2 separate regions of the Danio rerio genome follow, and region 2 is linked to region 1. The links are chromatin contacts, called in public Hi-C maps. All regions are on one chromosome and are shown on one strand. The core of a region is the stretch at or near the end of the contact, and the rest is flanking DNA. Distances in the headings are between cores, read along the strand shown.

Region 1 (4,858 bases), core at 1,624-4,123:
AAAATGCCAAAAACTTACTTTATTGGACCATTTGTAAGCCTGGAGCAGCTGGCTGTACAGAGGGGTTTTGTCCTGCACAGGGTCTAAACTGAGCAGTCCACTGTTGTGTAAGGGGTGACTCTCTGACGGCCTGCCAACCAAAGTGCTGAGACGCTCCAACTCACTGCAGAAACAAGAGGCATGCTGGTTTAGGGAATACTCTGACATTATACAATAAAAACAATGTCACACTTAATGTGATTTAGTGTACATTATAAGCATCTTTTTAAGCAGACTTTTAAAGCAACAAAGAACATTGCAGAAATACTACAATTTAAATCTTATTTAATCTATATTTTAAACCAGTATACCTTATATTGATAAAAAACAGTTGCATGTTACTTAAAATATGAAACATTTTCACTTTCAGAATTTTTGTCATTCAGGAGTGCGTTTCCTAAACAACGACACAACTTGCGGCTGAACTATCATAGTACGATGCATTGTTTGGGAAAAGACTGTTGTAGTGGCGAGTGTTTCCCAAAACTAGTTTCTCTTTTGCAGATCCATTGTTTGAACCACTTTAGTTATAACGTAAAACGTCCATAATGATGCTCTAAACAGGATGATAACAACTTCTTTAGAAAAGAACCCCATAATATCTGTGCAAATTATACTGTTTTACACAAACAAAAAATAAATAAATAAAATAAAAAAATCCAATATTAGTTTTGGTAAAAACATGCACTTACCATATTAATTGAAATAGATGTAAAGGGCACATAAAGGGCCTGTGTTTCCTTTACAAATATCATTGAGAACATTTACAATCTAGTCTAAAACTTAAAATCACTTACAAAAGCTAACACGTATTCTAATATCATATATAAATCATATAAATGATTAGAGTATTTATTAAGAAATTAAATTTAATATTTATTATTTATCATTATTTTTTAACATCAATAATGATGATGATGATTATTAAGTAGGATATTGTTTGTTTATTTTTTGAAAAGTCTACTTTTACATTTTGACATGCAAAAAATGGCAGAAATGTTTTAGCAAACCACGGCAGAAATGTTTTAACCAACAGACCCATGTCATATACAGTACAGATACGTAATAAGTAACCAACTATAAATTAAAAGCATTAACGTATGCTATGTTTTTCTTTTCACAAGCTTTGCAAAAATAACAAATTCCACTTTTAAATAATAGGTCACCTATAGCTTTTGTCATGAGCCATGGCTGTGTTACAAATGACTTCAATGTTTTTAAAATGCACTGAGAAGGGAGCGGAATGGTAAACATGAAAATCGCTAAAACTGAACTGTAAAAATACTTTGAAAGCAAATTACACCAACAAGAGTTATGACTTTAATGCTTTTTTTGTAATTCCAAGTTTAAATGTTAGAATGTTCTAAATGAATAGGGCATAGGGGGGATAACTGGGAATAGAACACAGCCAGGAACTATGTTTCTAACTACAGCTCTAGAGGTGTAGTTGCAAACATAGAAGTTTGCGACGCAGTTTGCGAATGTTCGTTGGAACGATGGATTTGGGAAACATCAAATGAACAAATTCTGTTTGTAACGACGAAACTTGCGACCTTAGTTGGGTAATGATGCTTTTTGAAAACGCACCCCTGGCTAGCCAGCTTATACAGCTTTATGGCTCTATTTGATGGTTTTGCATAGCATTCCGGTCCATACATTGAAAAAAATCACAACGCAAAAATGCTTTTCTTACTTTTCTTTGTCTCATTTCTAAATCAAATAAAATGTTGGTTCGTTTTAAAAGTCAGATGAAATAGGGCAAAATTAAGTCTTTCTATGGTGGGGTAAGTAAAGTAATCTTGTTTTCACTTTGACACGTAGATGTTTGGACTAGATACAAAGACAAAAATTCAAAGTATGAAAAACTTTTTTTTTTTTAATAAATTCCTTATAAATGTATAAATACAGTGATTAAATACCATTCTGTAGCTCCTTGTCCACTATAATCCAGACTCAACATAGCATATCTTTGCGAAGTGACTGTTGCAGATGTGCAAATTGCGATATTGATTCTGAAACGATATATTGTGCAAGCCTACTTTAAGATTTCAATATTTTGATAATATTATTTTTAGCTCCCACTTTATAGTAAATGTCCTAAACGACTAATTTACTTGCATAAAACACAATGTATTTACTGTGCTTTTAAATAATAGGTCACCTATAGCTTTTGTCATGAGCTTTTTTTTTTAATTCTAAGTTTGAATGTTAGAATGTTCTAAATGAATAGGGCATAGGGGGGATAACAGGGAATAGAACACAGCTAGGAACTATGTTTAAAACTACAACTCCAGAGGTGTAGTTGTAAGCATAGGAGTTTGCGACGCAGTTTGCGAATGTTCGTTGGAACGACAGATTTGGGAAACACCAAATCAACAAACTAGGTTTGTAACGACACAACTTGCGACCTTAGTTGGCTAACCATGGTTTTCGAAAACGCACCCCATTGTAGTTGCTTTTCACGAACACAATTCGGTATTTTCGAGTAATTTAACACATATGTATAACAAGTGACTTATTTCCAACAACAATGGCTGTTGGCAATAACTATAGTCACAACGTTAATTACAACATTTCACAGGATTGTTTAAATCTCATACAACAGACTCACTTTAAATCGCGATTCACTGACTGCAGATTCTCTTGAAACTCAGTTATAAAGACTTTCTCCCGGCTTTCAAGGGTCTCCTTATTCTTCATCCCATCCTTGAGAAAGTCGAAAACTCTTGTGACGCTCGACCGAAGAGCCTGGATGGCGTTTATCGCTTGAGAAAACGCTTCCAAATTCACTCCAACATTCATAACATCCGCCATGGCTGCTTCTGCTCGAACACTGGCGCTCGAATGACGTCACTAGCGCTGTAGGAATGATGGGATTTGTAGTTTCTAACGGGATGCGACGAGAAAACCTGTGCAGATATTTTTTGTAACTGTCGTTATGAGTACCAAGAGTAAACCGCAAGGAAAATATTTATTTAAAACATGGTTTAATTAATACAACCATGTTGATAACAAGAAAATGAACAAGTTATGTATAAAAAAACTACTTTTAAGCAATCTCAGGAATTCAAACGTGGAAATATGTTTTAATCTAAACTAGTACGTCAGCATGTACGCAAAAACTAAATGGATTCTGTCTGTTGCTTCTGTTTACAATATACAGGTAAATATGTTGGTGCGATTTTATTGTGTTTTGCTTTTATTGTCGTGTAGCAGGGGTCTTAAACTCGATTCCTGGAGGGCTACAGCTCTGTACAGTTTTGCTCCAACCCTAATTAAACACAGCTGATCCAACTAGTCAAGGTGTTCAAGAGTACTAGAGACGTTTAAGCAGGTGTAAGTTGCAGGTGGTTGTAGCTAAAATCTGCAAAGCTGTGGCGTTGAATTGAGTTTGAAACCACTATCATGGGCTACTACCATGGACAGCTCCATCAGACATAAGGCACTTTGTTATTTACTAGTAGGTTAAATTTGCAATAATGTTACTTGTTGGAACCCTGATACCCATCCTGACTTTTTATTTTCTGTTATTTAGGCCTGCTTATTAAGTTTGGTGATGATTTATTGTTTAGTTTTTTTTTTCGTTTCAGTACTTAAACATGACATTTCAAAACACACAGAAATTGGCTAAAATAAAAAGCCTTTATTTTCCCAACAGAAAATGGACATCTCCATTTGTAAATTCGATGCTTTTGCAGTATTTCACTAACAGTTATTTTACCTGAAAAACGAAATTGTTAACATAATTGTTGTCATATTTTAATGCATTACAATAATTCTAATAATAATAAAGCAATGTTTACCATTTACTGCACTTTGTGTTTTTCAAGCTATATACCAAGAAAGTGCATTAGTGCCTATCCATGTTTAATCAATCAATTATTCAATCAATTAATCAATCAATCAATAATTCCTATTTTTTAAAAGTCTTTAGGTCTTTTTAAAAGGTTTTTTTTTTAAATATATTTTAAAGTCACGGTTAAAATCTGCGTGAACTATAGTTGCTGAAACTTTTATTTCAGTATGTTGATGTACTTCCAACTAAACGCCTCTTTCACTAAACACCTCTTTCACAGACCATGCATTAAGAATAAAATAAAATGGCACCCAGCTTATTTAGTTTATTTTGGCTCGACATGACAAATTCCAACTTATAGTAATGCTATAGTGGTTTTGGACCAAAGTGTATTACAATGTATATATTAAAGCATTTACAATTCTTGTTAATGAATTCTACAGCATATTTTATAACTACAATGAACTGATAAATTCATAAACTCCACACAGAACTGCCAGGCTCGAACCAGCGACCTTTTTGCTGTGAGTAGACAGAACTACCTACTGCTACTTAAACTTAAAGAACAAAATTTTAGGCCTTAAAAATCTTAAATTCACTGAAATATTGGGTTGAAGGTCTTAAATAATTTTAAACAGGTCTCAATTTTCATATGTCCAATTAAAGCTTCCCTATCAAGCAAACACCCAATCACCAATAATCCATTCTAAAAACTTTTTTTTGTTTCATTGCAAAGAAAAACAATTCACAACAGCTGTTAGACATCAAATTCTCCAAATTAAATTCCCAAGCCAGGGAAAGAAAACTAAAGGAACACATCCTTTTACATGATCTTCCATTAATACAAAAACTATTTACAAAAGTAACCGGCCCATTAGAAAAAATTTGTAGTGTTTAGCCCTGTATAAGTTTAAAATTTCATTCATAATGGTCTAAAAATGGTCTTAAAAGTTATTAAATTTGATTTGAAAAAATCTGCAAAATCCATGTACAGTATATTGAGTCAATTGTTTATATACTGTT
Region 2 (4,833 bases), core at 495-2,994, 130 kb after region 1:
CTTTTATTTAGAAAAAAAGAAATGCACAATATAAATCAGAAAGTAATCTGTAGTAGACTGGAACACAAGTACATACAATTACAAAGTGATCCGAACAATAAGTAACAATAAGAAATAGAAAGAGAGAAAAAATAGAACAAAATAAAGAAAGGGGAAGTGCAAAATTAAAAAAAAAAAACAGAAAGCATGAAGACTAACTTAGTGGAAGCATGATATTTTCATACGTTTCTATTAGCTTGCAGAATCTTTTGTTGTTAGATAAACGTATAGCTTTAAGCAAGGAATCAATTTCAATTAAAAAATGGGCAAATGAGAGAGAGGATTTAAGACATTATTTTTTGTGGATAAAGAATTTGGCATGTAATATAAAAGAGTTACATATATATTCTTCATTTTTATAGTTGGGACAATAATAACAAATAATTTCTTTCAATTTAAAGATTCGTTTTGTTGATTGTGATTTATTCAAATAATTATATAGATCTGACCAAAACTTTTGTGAGATTTTACATGCAAAAAACATGTGAGTCAAACTTTCCTCATTTTCCTGATAGAAAGAACAATTTTTTTTTTATATTTTGTGTAGAATTTAATTTGTTAATATTTTGTGTAGAATTTTAAAATGGATTTCCTTTGCTTTGTTTGGGATTTAATATTTATATGGGAGAAGCATGTTCCAATCAATATCTTCCATTAACGCTGACCAATATGATTTCCCTCTTGGAGCAATTTGATGCTTCAAAGTGTTTTTTTTTTTTTTATTGACTTTAATAACAAACATACAAAATTCAATTTTACACATAAAAAAACCACAATGATAGTAACAATGATAATAACAGATCAGGTTTAATAATATAAACGCATATAAAAAATTAAATAAAAAGAGAAACAAAAGAGAGAAAAAGTAAACGAAATTTTTTTTACATACATAACACAAATACAGCAATAGGAAAGAAGGACTTTTGTATCCACGATATTTCCAAAATAATTATCATAATAATACAAGAATCGAACCCTTTTCTTGTTATTAATCAGTCTAAGAGGTTTAATAAATACATACATTTTTATTAAAAAAATGTAAAAAGGAAGGCTGCGAATTGGAGAATTTTTGCTTGGGAATAAAATATTTTCCATACAAAATAAAAAAGTTAATAATGTAGTTCTCTGATATATCAGTTTTATGTTTCAAAGTGTTTTTTCTTCCATTGTGTTTTAACAATACAAACATATTAATCATAATAATGGATGACATAAATTACAATCATAAATAAGTAAAAAAATAAAAAACAGAGTACAGAGGCAAATTATCAAATTAAACAATATTTACAAAGTCCTTAAAAACTTCACAGTTTTAACACTTTTTTGCTGTAAACATTTTGTAAAGTAGTAATTAAACAATTTAAGTCGCAAAGAAAATTCTGCAACTTGGGTAATGATGAAGAAAATGTACATTTGTGAATACATATTTACCCAATAAAATAAATAAATTGCCTATAAATTCTGTTATGTTTGTCATGAGAAAAGAACAAATTATATTACATATGGAAAAAATCAATGTTAAACTTACATTTTGATGAAAAATAGACGGACAAATCAGACCAAAACATATTAACATGTGGCCATTTTACAAAAAGACGATAAATTGAGCCGATGATTGAGTTACAGAAGATACAAATTGAAGTTAGGAATGTACCAAAGTGGTGTTGTCTTTTTAAGAAAGCCCGTGACGTCATATACATGCGACGATACGTCCTACGCGCTAGTTTAGCCGGTAGGACAAACTCACATGGGTCATGTAAAAAATATCGGAATAACTACAGCACGTCCACTTTATCTTAACATATTTATTGCCCGTAAACGATGTATCGCGTTTTCTGCTCGCGGTGGGTTTTACCCGGTTTGTCACTGACAGCTGGCATTGGCATCGGTGCCACACTGACAGCAGCGGGTGACAGGCGTAATAACAACAGGAAAGCGAGTTTGCTGGATCGCGTGCCGGTCATCCCGATACCAAGCGTCGACGCGGCGTCAGAGATCAGCCCGTACCAGCCGGGACAGGTCTCTGTAAACCGGTCTACAGCTGCGATGAAATACGGCTTTCCTTCCCTGTCCAACATCAAAAGCAGAGAGTCTTACGTGACCTCCTACGACCCTAGAAACAGGACGGCAGCCTGGGTCATCGAGCAGCTGAACGCAGAGACGGTCACCGGAAGCTCGGACAGAAAGTACTGCGAGTTCAAAGAGGACGAGTCGGTTCATGTTTACCACAGGTCCAGCAATGCGGATTATAAGGGGAGTGGATTTGACAGGGGTCACTTGGCAGCAGCAGCCAATCACAAGTGGAGCCAGAAAGCCATGGATGAAACATTTTACCTGAGCAATGTGTCTCCACAGGTGAACTGGAGCTGATCCTACCTTATAACAATTCATTTCAAGTTTATTTGTATAGCGCTTTTCACAATATTTACCGTTCCAAAAGGTGCACGTTATTACATTACAGTCAATATCAGAACAGTATATAAAAATAAGCAGCAGATATACAATGTAGTGTATTGGGGTAAAGTTGGTTATATATTGGCACATTTATAATGTTATAATTTAATGGACCTATAATTAAGACTTTCTCATTAATAATAAAATTTCCAGAAAAGTATTCCTTGCAAATGGTAAATAGTGAAATCATACTAGCAGCCAATGACTATCAAATTACAACATTGATCACAGTCAATGAAAATAGAGCTAATGTTGTTTTGAAGTCATATTTACATGCCATTTCAGAACGAATATTCAAAGTAGCGTAATTAAGAATATAGAGACCTTGTCACGAGTTGTCACTGTTAAAAAAATACAAGAATGTGTGAATGTAAAAACAACTTTACCTCAATATAGTGTCCTTTCCAAAAAGGTGATGTCTATGTGTATAATTCAATTAAATGCATTGTTGTATAACAGGGAAAATCTTACTGCTAACATCTCTCTCTCTCTCTCTCTCTCTCTCTCTCTATAAATATATATATATATATATATATATATATATATATATATATATATATATATATATATATATATATATATTATCTATCGATATACTGTATATCTAAAACTTTATTTCCAGACACTAGGTCCATTAGCAGCAGAAGACGAACAGAACAATACAACCCAAAAAAATATACATTAAAAAAGACAGTTATGCCAAAATGTCCTCAAAGGTGACTGATAACGCACATCAGTCAGCCTAGGATTTGTCCACAACATTAGAATGCTTTAATGAGAATTCTCCAGTCGATAAATAAACCTATACCTCAATAATTAGTAGTACATTTTTAAAAATCATTATTATTATTACTTTTTAGCAGCAATATTAAGGTAGTCATGACATACAATTTTTACAAGCAAGATGTACTTATCTCTTTTCAAATTAGATCAATAAGAAAAAAAATGTTGAATAGTATCATTAAAACAGAATAAAATGTTAGACTGTTTAGACAATGCTGGCAACCTATTGTGTGTGCACATCAGACATACAAACAACTGTTAAACAAAAATGAATTAATATAAATATTTAAAAGCCTCTTTTGTATGAAATGAAATGTATACACTGTCTAATAATTTTTCTTTTGTCTTTCTGCTCAGAATCCTAATCTTAACCAGAATGCCTGGAATAACTTGGAGAAGTATTGTCGCTCTCTCACCAAGCATTACCAGAATGTCTTTGTATGCACTGGACCACTCTACTTACCACGGTAAAACTGTTCTAGTGTGCTCTACAATATGCACTGCCTGCATGTTACATCATTAAAGAAGAAAAAAGCGTTAAGGGCATGTCCGAATCCATTTTTGCTATTTTAAGGATGGAAAAATCCGTTCTGCGCTCTGGCACATGGTCTAACAGGGTTGAGCTTATTCTCTTAATGAGTTATGGCTGTGTTTTGAATATAACATGCATTAAACCAATCCGAGTCTCATCTCCCATTCCCTTTAAGAGTCAGCTGGGTCACATCATGTTGTATTTGCTATTTACTCAACATGGCGGACTTTGTAAGTGGAAAAAATGAATGCTTCACTAGTGAGAAGACAGTTAAACAGACCATCTGCAGCGCGAGGATAAAGAATGAGCCTCTTTACCTTTCTCTTTTACTCTTTACTTTACTCTTTTACTTTAGTGGATAAGTAAATGGTGTTGTATGGAAGGCATTCATTAGCTTACATATTTAATGTCATTTGTTAGGCACAACGATTTGTTTCAAATCTATTTCTAAATTCAGTTCTAATTTCCAGCAAACAAATAAATGAAAATTTATTATAAATTATATTATAATATTATAAGAGTTATATCCAAACACAGTTGTATTCTTATGCCCCATACATCTCCAAAAGCCCAACAGGTGGACAAATCTAAACTTTTTTTTATAAAAAAAAATATAAATATGCATATAATAAATAACAGTGCTAAAAATAATAATCAATAACAACATTATACGAATGCAAATTGTCACGAGTAAGCGAGGCATGGAGGTAGTAGTTTTTAGATTTATGTTGAAAATAATAATTGTAACATTTTAATACTTAAATTTTTTTCATATGTAAAAATATTTGTCTATTGTTTTACATCACGTGTGTATTAAGCAATGTCTAAGCGTTTGGACCCACACAGGCGCATAACTAACGCGCTCTGCACGTCACTTTAGACCAAATTTCAGTTGGTCAATAGCGCAGTCTATTTCAGTACCTCAAAACGGCAACAATGTGCCTTAACACACCTCTTTTTTAGACCACCATGCCCATGAGTCCACAAAGTGGCTTAAAATCTGAAATCTGATCTGATGGCAACAA

The links. Hi-C and Micro-C count contacts between places; a contact is called where the count stands out from the background.
Region 2: a contact with region 1 is called in a Hi-C map of hematopoietic stem cells, with 3 times the contacts expected there. The contact joins the promoter of endog here to the promoter of med27 in region 1. A contact is called at or near these places in 2 of 18 Hi-C or Micro-C datasets (caudal fin and hematopoietic stem cells).

The regions. Positions count from the first base shown.
Region 1 is chr8:13,562,576-13,567,433 of GRCz12tu, forward strand. It overlaps med27 (mediator complex subunit 27), which reads right to left and starts at 2,874. Exons shown (of 8, transcript NM_200660.1): 1 at 2,651-2,874; 2 at 19-163. The coding sequence starts at 2,853.
Region 2 is chr8:13,693,819-13,698,651 of GRCz12tu, forward strand. It overlaps endog (endonuclease G), which reads left to right and starts at 1,745. Exons shown (of 3, transcript NM_001024214.1): 1 at 1,745-2,394; 2 at 3,634-3,743. The coding sequence starts at 1,861. It also overlaps a transcript of med27 not described here.